Linked DNA regions of Triticum aestivum: region 2 is linked to region 1. Evidence: chromatin contacts called from public Hi-C data. All regions are on one chromosome and are shown on one strand. The core of a region is the stretch at or near the end of the contact, and the rest is flanking DNA. Distances in the headings are between cores, read along the strand shown.

Evidence for each region. A called contact is a pair of places that touch in the nucleus more often than the background predicts.
Region 2: a contact with region 1 is called in a Hi-C map of leaf, with 7 times the contacts expected there. The contact joins the promoter of LOC123145485 here to the enhancer-like site in region 1. A contact is called at or near these places in 4 of 5 Hi-C or Micro-C datasets (leaf and an unstated tissue) and 1 of 1 datasets of contacts at active chromatin or transcription factors (leaf).

Annotation. Positions count from the first base shown.
Region 1 is chr6D:414,159,149-414,162,517 of IWGSC CS RefSeq v2.1, reverse strand. No RefSeq gene overlaps it. Among protein-coding and RNA genes, the nearest start is that of LOC123145484, 87 kb to the left of the region's middle. Within about 2 kb of position 2,002, at least 4 of the 8 cell types and tissues checked have an H3K27ac peak or open chromatin away from gene starts, as enhancers often do. A contact at or near this core is called in leaf, where this site is marked.
Region 2 is chr6D:414,259,481-414,262,976 of IWGSC CS RefSeq v2.1, reverse strand. It overlaps LOC123145485 (RINT1-like protein MAG2), which reads right to left and starts at 1,666. Exons shown (of 4, transcript XM_044564912.1): 1 at 1,249-1,666; 2 at 1,044-1,148. The coding sequence starts at 1,540.

The sequences.
Region 1 (3,369 bases), core at 753-3,252:
TCAATTTCTTGACAAGCACATGGCAACTTCTGGCAAACAGAGAATTTTGTTGCGAATTTGGCCATGTTTGCTTGAAGGAATTGACATACTCCCAACACATAATTTGCCGCGAAATGTTCGTTTTCCATGCACCCCCAGCGAGCGTTCGTTGAATAACATTACAATTTTCTTGGATCAGATGGTCAAGAATATATTCTTTGTTTCCAAAACATAAACTTAAGTACCAAGCTTGGACTAAGTGTGATATAGGTAATTAATCCACTCAAATTAACGTTTTTTTGGGAAATTGTTGTTGTTTGGAATGTAACCCAATTTTTTGGAAGGAAAAAGACTTTTTTTGTAATGGGTGGAAATAACTTGCAATACTCCTTCACCAGAAAACTTGGAAATCCAGGCTTCTACGAGCTTCGGGTTCTTGTTGGGCCGGGTTCAGGTCCAACCGTTTTAAGGCCCATTGTTAACGCACTACCAGGGTAAAAGAGAGTCCAAATATACTCATTATTCAAACACTTGAGAAAAAGTATCCTGTTTCAACCGAAATCACTAATTAAGGAGTACTCGTTGCAAATAACACTCCATCTTCCCAGGTCACGACAAGTGGCGCACATGCAGCGCGCCACTTGTCGCAACCTGGGAGTTTTCCCTTTTTTCGTAGATTCGTTTATTCAAAACGTTTTATCTCTTAAACCGTGCGTCCAAATCTCAAACCGTTTTCACCATTGGATTCCTCGCGTCGAGATCTTCAAAACTAGATCCCATGTTGATAGGTTTTGACGAACTTTTTTTTCATGAAAAAACCAGACAAAAAAACCAAACCGGGAGCACGGTTTTTTCCCTTTTCGAAAGAAGCACGTCCGTGCCTCTCGCGAAATCACAACCGTGCCTCTCGTGGAAGCAAAACCGTGACTCTCGTGTAAAGAAAAAAAAAACAAACAGAAAACGCGTTTTTTTCCTTTCCGAAAGAGGCACGCCCGTGACTCTCGCGAAAGCACAACCGTGCCTCTGGCAAAAGAAAAACCGTGACTCTCGTGAAAGAAAAAAAAACAGAAAACACGTTTTTTTTCCCTTTCCGAGAGGCACGGCCGTGACTCTCGCAAAAGCACAACCGTGCCTCTCGCGGAAGCAAAACCGTGACTCTCGCGGAAAAAAAAACAGAAAACACGTTTTGTTTTTCCCTTTCCGAGAGGCACGGCCGTGACTCTCACGAAAGCACAACCGTGCCTCTCGCGGAAGTAAAACCGTGACTCTCGCGAAAGAAAAAAAACAGAAAACGCGTTTTTTTTCGTTTTCGAAAGGCACGGCCGTGACTCTCGCGAAAAAAAACGTGACTTTTCACGAAAGAAAAAAAAGTAAACGCGTTTTTTCGCGCAAAATTTTTTTTTTTCAAATATTTTTTGATCGAAACGCTAAGGAAGACCGGGGAAAAACCAAAACGTCAAAAAACTCGGGGAAAAAACCGTTTAAAAAGCTGAAAACGCGTGCGAAAAAATAAAAAAAAACAAAATCTGGAGGGAGCGTCCAGAGCGCGACACGTGGCGAATGGCTGAGAGCGCGCAGGTGGCGCTGATCGTTGCGAGGCTCCCGAAGGAGCCCTCCTTAACTAGTTGCTTCGAGTTTCAACGCCCAGGGGGTGAAACCGGCGCGTAGGTGTATGAAGTAGTAGGACCAATTCAACCATGGAGCGTCACCACATATCAGAACAGCCACCGAGAACCAGTCGGCGAGCGCCCGTTTCGTCTAGCCTAGCCTAGCTAGCCCCCGAGAGGCGACCTACGTGCGCGCATCCACCGCCCCCATCACCCACGCACGCTGGCTGATCTCAGGGTCGTACCCAAGTACGACACGCAGCAGCGAGCCCACCAGAAAGACCAGAGCCGAGCACGCAACGCGCACCGCCGAACCATCGCCGTCAGCTCATCACCGCCCGCCCGCCCGCACGGCCGGAGACGCATCGCATCGCATTGCAGGCGCGCACGACAAAACCACCCTACGTGGCCGCAGCGCGCACCGCGGATGCCGCCCCGCCAACCTCCCTCCCAGGCCCAGGCCCCTTTTCCCGATACGGCAACTGTACCGGTCGTTCAACGGCGGAGAACGGACGCGGACGCGGACGTCCACCTCGGCCGATCGACCCCGGCGTCGTGGGCCACGGGGGAATTGCATGCCACGGAAAGGCAGCTGGCGCGGTCGTTTGCGTGAACGGCGAGAGCTCCATGACGGCGCCGAGACGACTAGTCCGGCCCGCCCGCCCCATGCGGCCACGCCTCTCGCGGCTGCCTTTTCCTTCCCCCCTTGGCTTGCCGTCTCGCCCTCATCCTCCGGCCCATGAGGGCTCCTTTGCGCGATTCTGGAAGACCCAACCTTCCAAGTTGGGGGAGACGACGGGGCTCCACGCCAGCCAGCCTCCCCCTCCCCCAACTCGGCGGACAGGGACGGGTGCTACCGTGCGAGTACTTTCGCCGATCACCAATCGGGCCAATCACCCGCCTGAGAGACGCACAGTAATCCCGTACGGAAAAGCAACAGGGACGGACCTGGGCCTGGCTGAATGAACACGGCAAATTTCCCTTTTTCTTTTCTCTTTCCTGCATATGTACGACGAGGAGGACGACGACGAGGCGTGAGTGCATGCGTGCCCCGTCGTTCAACCGGTCGATGAACCCGAGGGTTACTGTGGGCGGTGTGAAGTGTGATCTCCTGCTTGCTGTTACTTACTCGACGTACAATGATTTCATGATCATCCAACAGCAGGGAAGCGTCCCATGCAATGATGCGGAGACGGTGTAGTAAACCGAAAGCTGCTTCGCGATTGGTCGCTTGGTCGGTTTGTTCTTTAAGCAAGCAAGCAACTAGGACGAGCACGTACAAGGCGGACAGAGAAGAAGCGAAGGCCCACCTCACTGTCGCCGATTGCTACTAATATCTGCACCGCCGGAGAAGCCTTTTCCTGACAGCGAGCGATGCCCGCTGCACTTCCGCAACAAAATACCGGCCGGCCGGCCCCGTTCCTTTCCCCCCGTTCTTTATCCCGATCCATCCCTGTGCGTGCGGTCGCGTCGGATTTGGTTTTGGGGTCGTGGTAACCCCCTATCTCTCTCTCTGTCTGTTCGCGTAACCGAGATCGCGCCCATGCATGCAACTGAGCCACTAGGGCAGGGCTAGGGCGTCGCCATGATTAATGGAGGTTAACGTCTCGTCCGTCGTCTCTGCCGCTTCTCTCTTTTCTTTCCCTTGCCTGGGTCGGAAAGGATAAGAAAGGGACCGGGGGCAGTTAACGCTCCACAAACCCCAGCACTGAGGCCGGCGACGCCCACAATCGACAGCCTACTACGTGCTGCTGCTCTTTACACGTGTGGCTCGGCCTCTGGC
Region 2 (3,496 bases), core at 417-2,916, 100 kb before region 1:
CGGTTAAGGAGATTACTAGCAGTAACGCACCATCTAGCAACCAAATGGGAATTATAAAAATCCTTTAGATCATATTACCGCAAAGTACCGGCCATGGGAAAACAAAAAGATTTTTTTCCCAATTCTAGGAAATTATCAAATTAAATTATCATCTTAATAAGAGAATTAAAAGATTCTGCTAGTAGCCTAGTACCTCCCTGCCATAAGGGTGATTTCACTCATTAATTTGGCATTTCAAATCAAACCCGCTTTTTTTCGGCTTCTTCATTGTCGAAGAACTCGGTGCAATCGTCACAGTGTTATTTTATTTATTTCTCAAGTGTGGTCGTTTTAAAAACTAAACTTCTAGTCCAACCACCACCAAGACTCCTGCACCAACCAAAACACTCCACTGCCTAAGAATTAAGCATGGAAAGAATATTGGCTGCCATAAGGATAGGAAAACATAATGAATGTTCTGGTTTTGACACTCCTGTCAGTGGAAGATCGCTGATAATGCAGTTACAGACAGGACTAATAGCTAACTGTGGCTCGTGAATAAAGAATCAGCAACTAACAATCTAACATGGACACAATAATGAAATGCCCCCACAAATTTCTAGTTAACTACAGGGACAAAAGGCAACCCATAGATCCACATTATCAAAATGAGGCTCACTTACAGGAGCTGCCAGATCCATGCCATAATTGAGGGCCAGAACAGTTATCATCATCCATCCTAGCTGTACTGAGCTAGATCTGTATCAACCAAACTTAACTATTAACCTAACCAAACAGACGATTTGCCACATAAAACCACTCTGCTCCTGCACAGACACTAAGTCCCATCACACCAAACACTCGTACGACATATTAAGCAATGAGCCGCTGGTCTCAACTCTCAACTCTCAACTCATGAATCATAACACATTATGCCTAAACAAACATAACCATCATAAGAGGAAATAGACATCATAGCAAATTGTCAATATAGTGTTTATCATTCGAAATTTAAGCCAGAGCGTGGCACAATGATCTAAAGTGTGATCTTCAGAGATGCTCACCAGCGTAATCTCTAACCATGTCTACTCTCGCCACGTCGGTGGCCAGGGGAGGGAGTTGTTCAAACAGCATCTTCTCGCTCCCAGCCTCCACATCTTCTCTAACCCCTAGAAAAACCCCAAGAAATAGAATTACAGCTTAGCAGCAGCATACGTCAACTAGAGAAGCTCGAAAATCAGTAATTCCATGAGCATTTGCTTAAGATACCCGTCTTGTCGGTGGAGGCCTTGAGGGCGGCGAGGCCACCGCGCACGGCGCAGAGGGCGGAGCCAGCGGCCCCGAGGGAAGAGGAGTACGCGGCGGCCACATCCGCGAGGCGGGCGGACAGTTCGGCGACCGAGGACTCGAGCTCCGCGCAGCGCCCGCGGATCTCGGCCTCGACGTCTGCGGCCGCGGCGAGGTCGGCCGGGGAGCGGAAGCGGACGTCGAGGAAGCGCCGGAGCTCTGGGGTGATGTGCGGGGGACTATGGAGCAGCGGCGACGGAGCCGCCGCTTCCATGGCGCGAACGGGTCCCCCCGGCTTAGGGTTTGGATCGCGGAGAGGAGTCGAGATGGGGGAAGCGGGGAGGAAGACCGGCGAAGGCAATCAGAGTACTGATGCTCCAGGCTGTAGTTTTTGTTTTTCTGAGGAACGGAGAGCTGTAGGTTGTAATCTTGGGCGTCGATTTGAGCGGGCATCGCTATGTCTCGCGTTCAGCGAGTCGAAGCTTCCGACTCGCTGAACCACGCGAGCTTATGGGCCGGCCCAGGTCCCGGGTACTACACTGCCTCGTTTTTCTCTGTTTTTTTTCACGTTTTTATTTCATTTTTTTGTTTCACTTTTTTAATTTTTTTACACTTTCAAATAGTCTAAATATATATATTACAAAAACATAGTTTAAATAATATTTATAAAAATGTTAATCATGCATTTAAAAAAATATTGAAGAAGTATTTATAAAATGTCGAACGAGTATTTGAAAAATCTTGAATAAGTATTTGAAAAAAGGTTGAACAAGTACTTCATTTTTTGATCATGTATATAAAAATGTTCAACAAAATCTGAAAAATATTGAACAAGTATCTAAAAAATGTTGAACAAGTATTTGAAAAACTGTTGACCATGTATATAAAAATATTAAACAAGTATTTGAAAAATGTTAAACAAGTATTGAAAAAATTTAAATTGTATATTAGAAAAATATTGTTGACATATACAAAAAATGTACAATAATAACCAAAAAAAGAAATGAAAAAAACAAGAAAGAAAGTGCAAAAAAGAATGAAAAAATTGAAGAAGAAGAAAGAAAACAAAAAAGGAAAAAGCCTCAAAGAAAACCGGTTTGAAATAGCCTCAAGTATGACACGCACCTACTACTTATCACTAACTTGACTTGGGCGGAGTGGTAGCAGCATCTGCGGATCAAACCTTGGTTCTCCCTTTACCTAATCTATTTTTCTTAATATATGCGTGCGCGAATGGGCCGACCCAATACGAAGCAGGGAGAGGAAAAATCCTCAGCGAGAGCTCCCTCTCGTCTCGCTTAATGCGAGAAATAGACACCACAGATTTGAGCGGGGTAAGTGTTGATGATGAGGTCGATGACGCGAGGTTTGATGGGCTCGGTCGTTGAGACCTAATATGGGTCGTGCCATCGCAACTTGGGACATGTATGCACGATCCACCTGCGTGAACTATATCTCGTGGTTATAGTGAGCTGGAAGAATGTCTCGCGTAGACCATTTTACACTCCTGTTGTTTATTGGACCGACCCAGTTCGATCTTTTTTCTTTCATTCGCTGGCTTTCTCCCTCGCTTGATCGCTACTCTTCGTTGGTTTAGTTCGGTTTTTCTCATTTTGTAGTTTTCTTCTATTGTCTCTTTTTCAATTACTTTGTTTCTTCATGGTTTTCTTCAGTTTTTTGCTTGTCATTTGTTTTTTCATCGGTTTTCTTCATTCCTTTCACGATTGTTACTGATTTTTTTTCTTGGTTTTCACTATTTTTTGCGTTTCTTTCATTGTTCCTTTTCTCCTTTTTATTTGTTACCTTCTCATGTTTCATTTTTTTCATTGGTTTCCTTCGGCTGCCATTTTCTTTTTGTTTCTTGTATTTTAGATTTTATTCTGTTTTGTTGTTTCTTGTCTATTTTTAAGGTGTTTCTTTTTTGTCAACACATATCTATTTTTTCAATACATCACATACATTTGTAGTGTACACGTGAAACATTTTTTGGCAAAAGATTGAATATATTTTAAATATATGATATACATTTTTTTCATAAATGCTTTGAATAGATGAACAATGTTTTTCAAATACACATTGAACATTTTTTATGGCAATAAACTTTTTTTCAAAAACTGAACGACCATTTCTTAAATACATGATACATATTTTTTAAAACATATGTTTTTTATGTCTAAATTTTCCATATACATTTGTAGATTTTTCTATATATTAGAACATTTTTATACAC